Regions from separate parts of the Mus musculus genome. Here region 2 is linked to region 1. Evidence: chromatin contacts called from public Hi-C data. All regions are on one chromosome and are shown on one strand. Each heading gives the region's core, a stretch centred on a gene start, on an enhancer-like site or on the middle of the called end of the contact. The rest is flanking DNA. Distances are from core to core; before and after follow the strand shown. Region 1 overlaps Galnt17 (polypeptide N-acetylgalactosaminyltransferase 17). Region 2 overlaps Galnt17 (polypeptide N-acetylgalactosaminyltransferase 17).

The links. Hi-C and Micro-C count contacts between places; a contact is called where the count stands out from the background.
Region 2: a contact with region 1 is called in a Hi-C map of cerebellum, with 2.1 times the contacts expected there. The contact joins two enhancer-like sites. A contact is called at or near these places in 1 of 39 promoter capture datasets (hippocampal neurons), 6 of 484 Hi-C or Micro-C datasets (cerebellum, embryonic stem cells, nephron progenitors and 1 more), 2 of 115 datasets of contacts at active chromatin or transcription factors (VIP interneurons and astrocytes) and 1 of 9 other capture datasets (embryonic stem cells).

What each region holds. Positions count from the first base shown.
Region 1 is chr5:130,934,655-130,939,836 of GRCm38.p6, forward strand. The region is part of intron 6 of Galnt17 (polypeptide N-acetylgalactosaminyltransferase 17); the gene reads right to left. Among named protein-coding and RNA genes, the nearest start is that of Gm40337, 82 kb to the left of the region's middle. Within about 2 kb of position 3,772, at least 62 of the 459 cell types and tissues checked have an H3K27ac peak or open chromatin away from gene starts, as enhancers often do. A contact at or near this core is called in VIP interneurons, cerebellum and hippocampal neurons, where this site is marked.
Region 2 is chr5:131,005,735-131,010,715 of GRCm38.p6, forward strand. The region is part of intron 5 of Galnt17 (polypeptide N-acetylgalactosaminyltransferase 17); the gene reads right to left. Among named protein-coding and RNA genes, the nearest start is that of Gm40338, 76 kb to the right of the region's middle. Within about 2 kb of position 1,752, at least 45 of the 459 cell types and tissues checked have an H3K27ac peak or open chromatin away from gene starts, as enhancers often do. A contact at or near this core is called in VIP interneurons, cerebellum and hippocampal neurons, where this site is marked.

The sequences.
Region 1 (5,182 bases), core at 2,522-5,021:
TTTTGCTGATAGCCCATGCTTTCAAAATATCAAGTGTGAGTAAAGTTCCCAGAGCAGAGGAATTGGTTAAACTCCAATGTGGCAGTCTACTGGCTCTTCAAATCCAAGGAATGAGAAAACACACAGGTCCCTCAATATCCATTCCGGAAGGACAAGGAAAAAGAACATGAGATTTAATGATCAAAGGAAGAGAAATCTTTTGAACTTTTTAAGAATGAAGACAACAGTCCCTTCCTAGAGGCACAGTGTGTGGCCAATGGGAAAGACAGCGAGGGCTGGGTATTCTTTGATTGCATGATTAAGGTTTAATTTCTGTGCCAGGATCTGTGATCTCTACTTTCAGAAACGGGCAGGAAGGAAATACTTGTTGTCATCTAATGTCCAAAAGCTATCCTTTTATCTACTCATGTATTTCCCCATCTACCCATCCATCCACACCCCATCTACCCATCCATCCACACCTGTCCATCTACCCATCCATCCATCCATTTATCCATCCTTCCATACCTGTTCATCCACCCATCAATACATGTCCATCCATCCATACCTGCCCATCTATTCATCTGTACACATCTGTCTATCTACCCATCCATCCATCCATCCATCCATCCATCCATCCATCCACACCTGTCCATCTATTCATCTGTACACATCTGTCTATCTACCCATTCATCCATCTACCCATCTATCCACACCTATCTGTCTATCCATCCACTCAGTCATCTACCCACCTGCCCACCCATACAGTCACCCATTCATTCCATCCACATATCCATCTGCGCCTATCCATCCACCAATCTGCTATCAGTCCACCCACCTACTCATTAATCTGATCATCTCATTTATTCACCTCCGCATCTCTCCATTCACCCATCCATTCATCCACCCATCTACCCATCCAGTCATCTATTAATCCAGCCATCCAAATGTCTACCCATTTATATAGCTATTTATCTGCTCACCCCATTCATTAATCTATCAATTTATTCGTTTATCCACCTATCCCTTCACCCCATCCATATGAACCCTACATGATTTTCTTTAAGACCAATGGCATACTAGACACCATGTTAGGTTGCTTAGGAGATAAATTGATGAATATATCACATACAGAGCTTCCTTGTTGTAATCCCTCAGAGAAAGGAGCTAATGAAGCAATTACGAATATTTCAAGTACACTGAGAAGAATGGGGGACATTAAAGGGGCCGTGAGAGCACAGATGTAAGGCAGGAGAGAGGGAGAAAAGAGCACTTCTCAGAAGAGAGGAACATGGTTCACAGCAGAATTTCTCCAACTACATGAAAGCTCAGCTACAACTCTCCATGAAAGAATCCAATTAAAATATAGGAAGGCTATATTTTTTTGCATATGCATTTGAATACATGACTTTAGCTTATAATTAACTGAAAAAAAATATAGTATATGCAGTCCAGTGAAATCCGAGGCTCAAATCCTGTCTCTAGAGCTCTGTATTAAATCTTTCATTAGTGGCCACACAAAGGCCATTGTCTCGAAGCTAGTCATTTGGATTTTCAGTGTGATCTGAATTTGCAAGCTGGTGTGAATTGAGACTTGGGGGATAAACCTGGTATTTATCCAAAGTCGGAAAAGTACTTGCTGATTTCAGAAGAGAATGACAAGCAAGAAAGAACAGAAGAGGCAGGTCAGCAGGAAGGTGACACTTGCAGAGCTTTATACTCCTAGTAATTGCTCATTTTCTGCCGAAAAGTTCTGAGTCCCCCACCCCACCCCACCCACGAATGGGTAAAATGGTCCAGACATTGTGAAAAAAAATATATATATATAACCAGTGTGTGAATGAAAGACAAAAGCTGTCAGGTCCCCATACTCCTTTTCCTTAGAGGACCAAAATCAAAGCAAAGTATTCTACATCCGCATCACTTGAAAATTCCCTTGACTGAGCCTCCCCTCGGATCTCAGATGACTCTAGGTTGTGTCAAGTTGGTGGTTGGAGATAAGTGGGGCACCTTCTTCACAAGACATAGAATGGTCAATTTGATTGGACTAAAACATACCTAGGAGATCAGGACAGCACAGCTTCATGGTGTGACCGGGAGGGAACTTTCAAAGACAATGGAAGATCCTGAGGACTCTGAGGCAACCAATGTATTCTTTGAGGGATTTATAATGGGATGCTGTTATTGGAAAGTAGTGGTAAGCCGGAGATATAAGTAGGCAACTAAGAGTATGTGCTCTGGTTACATTTTGCCCTGGCTCCTCCATCTATCTTCACTTCTCTGCTTCCTCTCTGCTAAGAAGTAAAGAAAGGACTCCAGCATATGTTCTACAACTACAAGGTTCTACCCATGCACTTGGGAGCCATCCTCACCATGAACTGGACCTCTGAAACTGAGCCAAAATAAATCCTTCACTCATTTATTCTTTTCTTTCTTCTTGCTAGGCATGGCGGTGCACACCTTTGATTACCACTCTCATGAGGCAAAAGCAGGCTGATCTATGTGAGTTTGAGACCAGCCTGGACTACATATTAAGTACCAGGATAGCAAGGGCTACATAGTCAATGTGGTGGTTTGAATATGCATGGCCCATGGGAAATGGCACTATTAGGAGGTGTGGCCTCACTGGAGGAAGTGTGTCACTGTGTAGGCGGGCTTTGAGGGCTCCCAGGGTTCAGTGTAGAAGAGAGACCTTCCTCCTGGCTGCCTGCAAAAGACAGTCTCCTGACTGCCTCTGGATCAAGATGTAGCCTTCTCCACCACCGTGTCTGCCTGCATGCTGCCATGCTTTCCCGCCATGATGATAATGGACTGAACCTGTGAAACTGTAAGTCAGTCCCAATTAAATGTTGTCGTTTATAAGAGTTGCCTTGGACATGGTGTCTGCTCACAGCAATAAAACCCTAAGACAGTCAGATTCTGTCTCAAACAGGGGAAAAAAAATGAACAACAACAACAAAAACCTTCCTTTCATTCTTCTTTTGTTGTTGACAATTTTAGACAAGGTCTCCTGGAGCCCAGTCTAAGTCATAATCCTGCTTTTACATCCACTGTACTGAGATTGCAGGTGTGTCAACCATGCCCAAGCCCAGGTTCAACATCCTTCCTACCGGAAATGGGTTGATCGACTTTAATCTGAGTCACATTCCCAAATTATGGGTTACAAGATGATCTGTGTTTGGAAATCCTAGCTTTGTGGGTGATATAGTTGAATGGTCTTATCATAAAAACCCCAGATTACTTACATGAAAAATCAGAGTCTTGAGAAGCGAGATGGCTCAGTGGTTCAAAGCACTTGCTGCTCATACAAGCACCCAAGATCAGTTTCCAGTAACCACATTGGGTTGCTTACAACAGCCTGGAAAAACAGCCCCAGGGGGTTCTGATACTTTCTTCTGGCCTCTCCAGGTACCGGGTAGAATACACATGTATACACATAAATCAAAATCAAAATAGCTAACATTTTAAAAAAGAAAATAAAACTCTCAAGGAAAACTTGGAGCATCAACCAGTTGAGACAAGCTAGACAGACCTCTGCTTCCTCCTCCTCTGGCGGACCCTCCCTCTTTGTTTCCTTTGTCTGGTTCTCCTGTTTGCCTTCTCTCTCCTCCTCTTCTTCCTCCTCCCCCTCTTCTGCCTCCCTCCCCCTCCTCTTCCCCTCTCCTTTTGGAACAGTCTTTCTGAGTACCCCAGGCTTACATGGAACTCACAATCCATCTGCTTCCACCTCCCACATGCTGAGCTCACAGGCAGGCCCGCAGGCATGCACATCTAGTTAGGGGGTTCTTAACTTCCTTCCGAGTGGATGAGCTTTTATACCCAACAGCCTTTTAGGACAGAGGCACCACCATCCCACTTGTGGAGAAAGCTGAACATGTGGTCTGCAGTCGTTGTCGTCCACCCCCCCCCCCCAGCTCTGCCTGCTTATTGGCCCTCCCAGGGAGTACAGACTGACCACTCCTGGAGAGATGGATGCCCACTTGGCTGAGGCAGCCACGGATGACAGCTCCCCAGTGTGGTTAATGGTGACCCTCTGACCTTCTCGCCTTTGATTTCCTTAATGCAATCGTTCTGGTTCCTTGCTGCCTGACAAAAGGTCAGCTCTTGTTTATCCTCTAATAAATGTGGTAGGAAAGAGAGGGAAAGAGGGAGGGAGGGAGGGAAGGAGGGAGTGAGAGGGAGGGAGGGAGGGAGGGAGGGAGGGAGGGAGGGAGAGAGAGAGAGAGAGAGAGAGAGAGAGAGAGAACACAAAAACCAACAGAAAATCTCACTGCTGTCACCAGATAATCCAGGGCAAACTGGCTCCTTTTTGGTTTCATCTTTGAACGTCTAAATTTGTGCCACACTTGACTGTGTTGTCACTGGCTGTCATGAGCAGCATCTAGCCCTTTTGTGGAGTAAGTGCTTCTCAAAAAAGACCAGGCTTTTTTTTTTTCTGAACAGGCTGTATTTTTGGCTGCAGTCTTGAACTGCTGGGAATGCAATTGCTTTTTAATTGGAACCAGCAACCAAGGTTGGCTTGGATTCAAAGCCAGGCCTCCCAGCATCGGCAGGGGCTACCATAGTCTAGGGACAGGGGAGTGGAATGGCCAGAGTGACCCACCTTCAGGCTGGGACTCCCAGGGGAGGATCTGTTCACACCTAAGGACCTGATAGCTTGGGATTAGAATTTTTATTCCCTGACCTAGAAAAAGAAGTGCTTGCCATTCCCAGGGACTGGCAAACCAAGAGCATGCTGCACAGCTAGGCAGAAGGTCTCCCCCAACCCAGCTGACATCTACATGGGTGGGATGAAGAAGCTCAGGGGAAAGGGAACAAAGGAATCTCAGAGGAAAATTATCCTGGTTTTCCGTCAATGTTACAGCCCAAATGTCCTTTCCTTCCCAAAGGAAACGGTTGCAGGGATGCATGTTCTCACTGTCTGTCACAGTGGGGGTAATGAATGTTCTGGAAGGAATAGATCACTTCAGGTTCTCATTGTGCCAAGTAATTATGTCAAATTAAATGTATTAATACAACAGTACCTTTCATTTAGCCAGTACGCTAAAGAGCCCATGCTTTAGCTGAACATCTACACAATGGCTTGCTATACCACACTCTCATCTCTGTGAATTCCTTTGATTCAAAATGAAAAAAAATTAATTTGAATAAATGTATGAAGGGCATGATGCTGAAGGCCAGGTCAGCCATTCATACTAAGAAG
Region 2 (4,981 bases), core at 502-3,001, 69 kb after region 1:
TTTAGCTCCACTCTGGATGCTCAGGCAGATGATCTAGGGAATGAACTTAGAAAACTGCTGGTCTCCATGACTGATTCTCAGTGACGCAGACATCCCTGAGTGAATCAAGAAATGATGAAGGAAGCAAGGCTTGGTGGCACATTCCAGAAATCCTAGCAACCAGGCGATGTAGACAGGAGACTCTTGGGCTTAATGCCAGCTTAGCCTATATACTAAGGGTCTGTATCAAAAAAATCAAGAGCTGGGGCTGAGGAGAAAGCTCAGTTGGTAAAATGCTTGCTGCTACTCAAGCATGACCCAAGCTTTAACCTTAGAACCCATTTTTTTAAAAGTCATGGTGTCACATGCTTATAATCCCAGAACTGGAGAGGTGGAGGCAGAAAGATCCCTGGGGATTACAAGCCAGCTAGTTCAGGCTTTCTAGTGAATTGCAGAACAATAAGATATTCAGTCCTTAAAAAAAAAAAGTAGAAGGAAGGGCTGGGGAGATGGCTCAGTGGTTAAGAGTGCATACCGTTCTTATAGAAGAGTAGAGTTTTGGTTCCAAGCACCCATATAGGGTGGGTCACAATCACCAGGTCCAAAGGATCCAATGCCCTCTTTTGGCTCGTGCTGTCACCAGAACACACACACACACACACCCCACTCACACATACATATAAATAAAAATAAATCTACAAGAAAAATAGCATGGTGGACTGAATCTGAGGAATGACACCCAAAGATGTCCTTTGGCTTCCATAAACATCTGCAAACACATATGCAAACATCTTTAAACACACACACACACACACACACACACACACACACACACACACAAACACACACACCCCTGTGTGGTTGGAACTGTAGTCCACTGGCATAATGGGAAAAGCTAGCAATACTCAGATGTTCAGAGAGGGTGGAGGGCTATATGGAGCCTAGAATCAACTGTATGCCATGGAGCACTGGCCAACTTGGTGGGTTTCTGGCATAGCCTTTCTTCCAAGAGAAGAAAACCAGACCAGAAGGCTATGGCTCTGCACAAAGAGCCCTGATTGCATTCTCCCTGCTGCCGCTAATTAGAGACGAGGCCTTGGCAAGTCTGTCATTCTCAGGGTGCTTTGGGGTTTGTTTGTGAAATGAAAACACTTAGACTGGAAGCTTTGCAGGGACCTTCTTGAACTAATATTCGGAAACTTCTAGAATCCAGACTTTAGGTGAGGGAAACAATCCATGAGGGTCTTCTTTCCACAGCCAAGCTTTTTTTTTTTTTTAAAAAAAAGGATTTTATACATTTTTTTATTTATGTGTTACCCGTGTGTATTGGTGGAGGGCAAGGGTGAGCGGAATGTGAATATAAATTGGGGTGGCACTGGGAATGGTATGTGAATGTGAGTATGAATGCCAGTAGAGGCCAGAAAGGTGTGTCAGATCCCCTAGAGCTAGAGTTACAAGGAGTTATGAGCCACCCATTGTAGGTGTTGGGAACCAAACTCATGTCCTCTGGAGAAGCAAGTGCCCCTAACTGATGAGCCCTCTCTCCAACCCACTCCTAATGCAGACCATCTGTCACGATTTCAGAGGTGTCACCAAACACAGTGGCATCAGCTGGGAGTCTCTGTCCTCTCCTTACAGAGTGATGGACGGCATCCAACGTGCCAGCCAATGTACCAGCAAGAAATAATCAGCTAAGCAAGCCAGCGTGGGGCAAGTGCTGGGCTCTGAGCCTGGATGGAAGTCTAGGAAGAACAAATGGAGCTGAGAGAGAAAGTGGGCAGCTGGCCCAGAGCTGGATTCACCGGTGGCAATCCGATGTTACTGTGGTGGTCAGGCAAGGGAGACAGGAAAGCTGCGCTGGGCTCACAATGTTCCCTCAGTTTCTATAGAGCATGTGTGGAGACTGCAAGACCAGAATGGCTCTTTCTGAGGATGGTTTAATTCAGCTAATAGGATTCTCTCTACCCATTTCCCTCTAAACAATAAAACTTCATTCTACTTCCATTAAAAAAAAACAGTCTGTTTATATGTGTGTGTATGTTAGTATATGTGGGGGTGGGGTGCGGGACACAGAGGCCAGAGAAGAGCATTGGGTCACTTGAGGTTGAAGTTTCAGAAGGTAGTGAGCCACTGGGACATGGATGCCTGGAACTGATCTCAGATCCTCTGGAAGAATAGCAAACCCTCTTTGCCACTGAGCTATCTCTCCAGCCCCTAGTCTTTTTAAACGTTGTTACTAACTGTGCATACACTTACTTGTTTGAATCTGGGTTCATGCATTTGAATGCAGTACCCATGAAGGCCAGAAGAGGGCAGACTCCCCTGGTGCTGGATTTACCAGGTGGTTGTGGGCATTGTCTATGCATATTTGCCTGCTGCCAGATAGGGAGGCATGTTCTTTAACTTGGTTATTATGAGCAGTGCTGTAGCAGAGATGGATGTACAAGTCTCTGTGAAGTCCTTTGGGGTCCTTCGGGTAAATCATTGTGGCTGCTGGGTCTTATTAGCTGCATAAAATCATCCCATGAAAGACCTAAAGCTACTAGTTGGAGCAAAGCGAATGATGTGGAATGGAAAACAACCACCTGTAATTCCAGCTCCAGGGGAGTCTGCCCTCTTCTGGCCTTCATGGGTACTGCATTCACATGCACAAACTCAGACACATAACAGTAGGTACAGTTTTTAAAAAAAAGTTTAAATTTAAAGATTAAGGGCTGGAGAGATGGCTCAGTGGCAAAGAGTGTTTACTACTCTCTCAGAAGACCTGAATTCCTAGCATCCATGTCCAGTGGATCACTACCTTTTGAACAGAGGATATGATTTGAGGACAAGATTGTGAATGCGTAGGATATGCGAGCATAAAATTTAAAAAGAAAGAAAAGCTTTACAAAAGTAAAGCTGTTTCTAAAACAAAGACGAGAGGCCAAGGAGATGCCTCAGAGCTTACTAAGCACTTGGCTCACAAAGTTGAGCTTCCCTACAAGTCCACATAAAATCCCGAGTGGGCGTGGTTGCCTACCCATAAATCCAACTTGAGGAAGTGAGTCCAAGGAGCCCCAGCAAGCTGGCTAGTGAGACTAGCCAGGCTGGTGACCTCTAGAGTTGACTGAGAGGCTGCACCTCTATAAATAAGGTAGGAGGAGCCCCAACCTCAGCATTGGGTCTCCATGTGCACCCAGAACACATGTTCACTCCTGCCCCCCCCCCACACACACACAAAAAAATGCTTTTAAAAATATTTTTTTAAATGAAAAAAAAAAACCCACACTATTTCCTATGCATGAATGGCTCACCTATTTGTATGTCTGTGTACCACTTGTGTGCTTGGTGCCCACAGAAGCCAGAAGAGGGAGTTGGAGTCCCTGAAACTAGAATTGCACACGATTGTGAGCTGCCACGTGGGTGGGAGCTGGAAAGTAAAGCCAGGTCCTCTGAAAGAGCAATGAGTGCTCTTAACCAGAGAGCCATCTCTCCAAGTCTAAAGCTTACTGTGCACACACACACACACAGACACACACACACACACACAGGGTCAGAAGAGTACATTAGAAGTCAGAAGAGAGCCACAGGTCAGGTCCTCTTAGGGTAGAGTTATAGGAGGCTGCGCGAGGTACAACATGGGTCTTGAGAACAGAATCCAGGCCTCTGGAAGAGCAGTAAACATTCTTAACTGTGGAGCCATCTTTTTAGTCCCTTAATTAAAACAACAACTATAGAGTGTAAAAGATAGATGGTTCATTTCATAGTGGAAATAGGAGATTTCCTGGAAGCTCTTGAAACTATCCATAACACTGGTGTGTGTGTGTGTGTGTGTGTGTGTGTGTGTGTGTGTGTGTGTGACTTCTTCAGGCGTGAGTAAGATTCAGGAATGAAGGGAAGGGGGTTCTTCCAGTTGTAGAAGGAGGCAGCAAAGGGAAAGGTGGTCTTTCATGTTAAGCCAGCCTGGCGAGAAACTTCTGAGTTTAGACACTTGATTGCCAGCAGGTGGCGCTGTTTGAGGAGACTATGGAATGTGCAGGTGGCGGCACTTGAACTGGAAGTGACTTGGCTTTGATAGTTCATGCCCAAGCTCTCACTTCCAGTCTGACCTTTCCTTCCTGTTCTGCCAAAAATATAAGGATGAAAAAAACCAGTCTCTCCTCCTGCCTCAGATTCTCCACCATGATGACCATGATGGACGGTGCCCTCAAATTTCGAGTCCAAACAAACCCTTTCTCCTGTAAGTGTCTTATCAGGTGTCTGGTCACAGCCACGGGAACAGGAAGTCACAAACCTTGTGGGGCTGCAACTATTTCCCCAGCGCTTAAGCACCCACTAGCTCACTGAAGCTAAGTTAAACAGACAGAGCCAGCCCCCAAGAATCTGCTATCACAGGCATGGTAGGCCACAAAATGATGGGTGGAATAACCTGAAATCCCTGCCCTTTGCAGTCAGGTGTGCACCTATGCGCGCGCATGCGCGCACACACACACACACACACACACACACACACACACACACACACACACACGAGTCCGGGAGTCCTCACTGATCCCCCATGGGCAGCTTTTACTCCCTATGGAGATCATCTTTGTTCTTGAAGTGCCAAAATCTCGCACTGACCCATCTGGGGAATCTCCTAGAGTGTTTGTGGTGAACCAGAACAGAGAGACCACCATCTATCATCCAGCAAAACTAAGCCCAAGGACCACACTGGTTTTTCCTGCTCTTTGACTGGGTCCTTGCATCCCTAGTCCCCATTCTCTTGGGCAGCATCCAAACCCAGCCTCCTGCCTCTTTTTTTTACCCGCCATTGACCACACTCACTGAGAATAAAATGGCCATATTAGAATTCCAGGGCAAAGCAGCCTCCCCATTACCCTGTCTTCCCTTTCTGTCTATTCTAGTGGTTTCTGTTGGTAGCCCCCACAAAACACACCTTCCCTTGGATCACGCCAGATCATCTTCTCTGAAGCCAGCTCCATTGAGGAAGTTACCACGAAGTAGCCATACAGGATCAGAG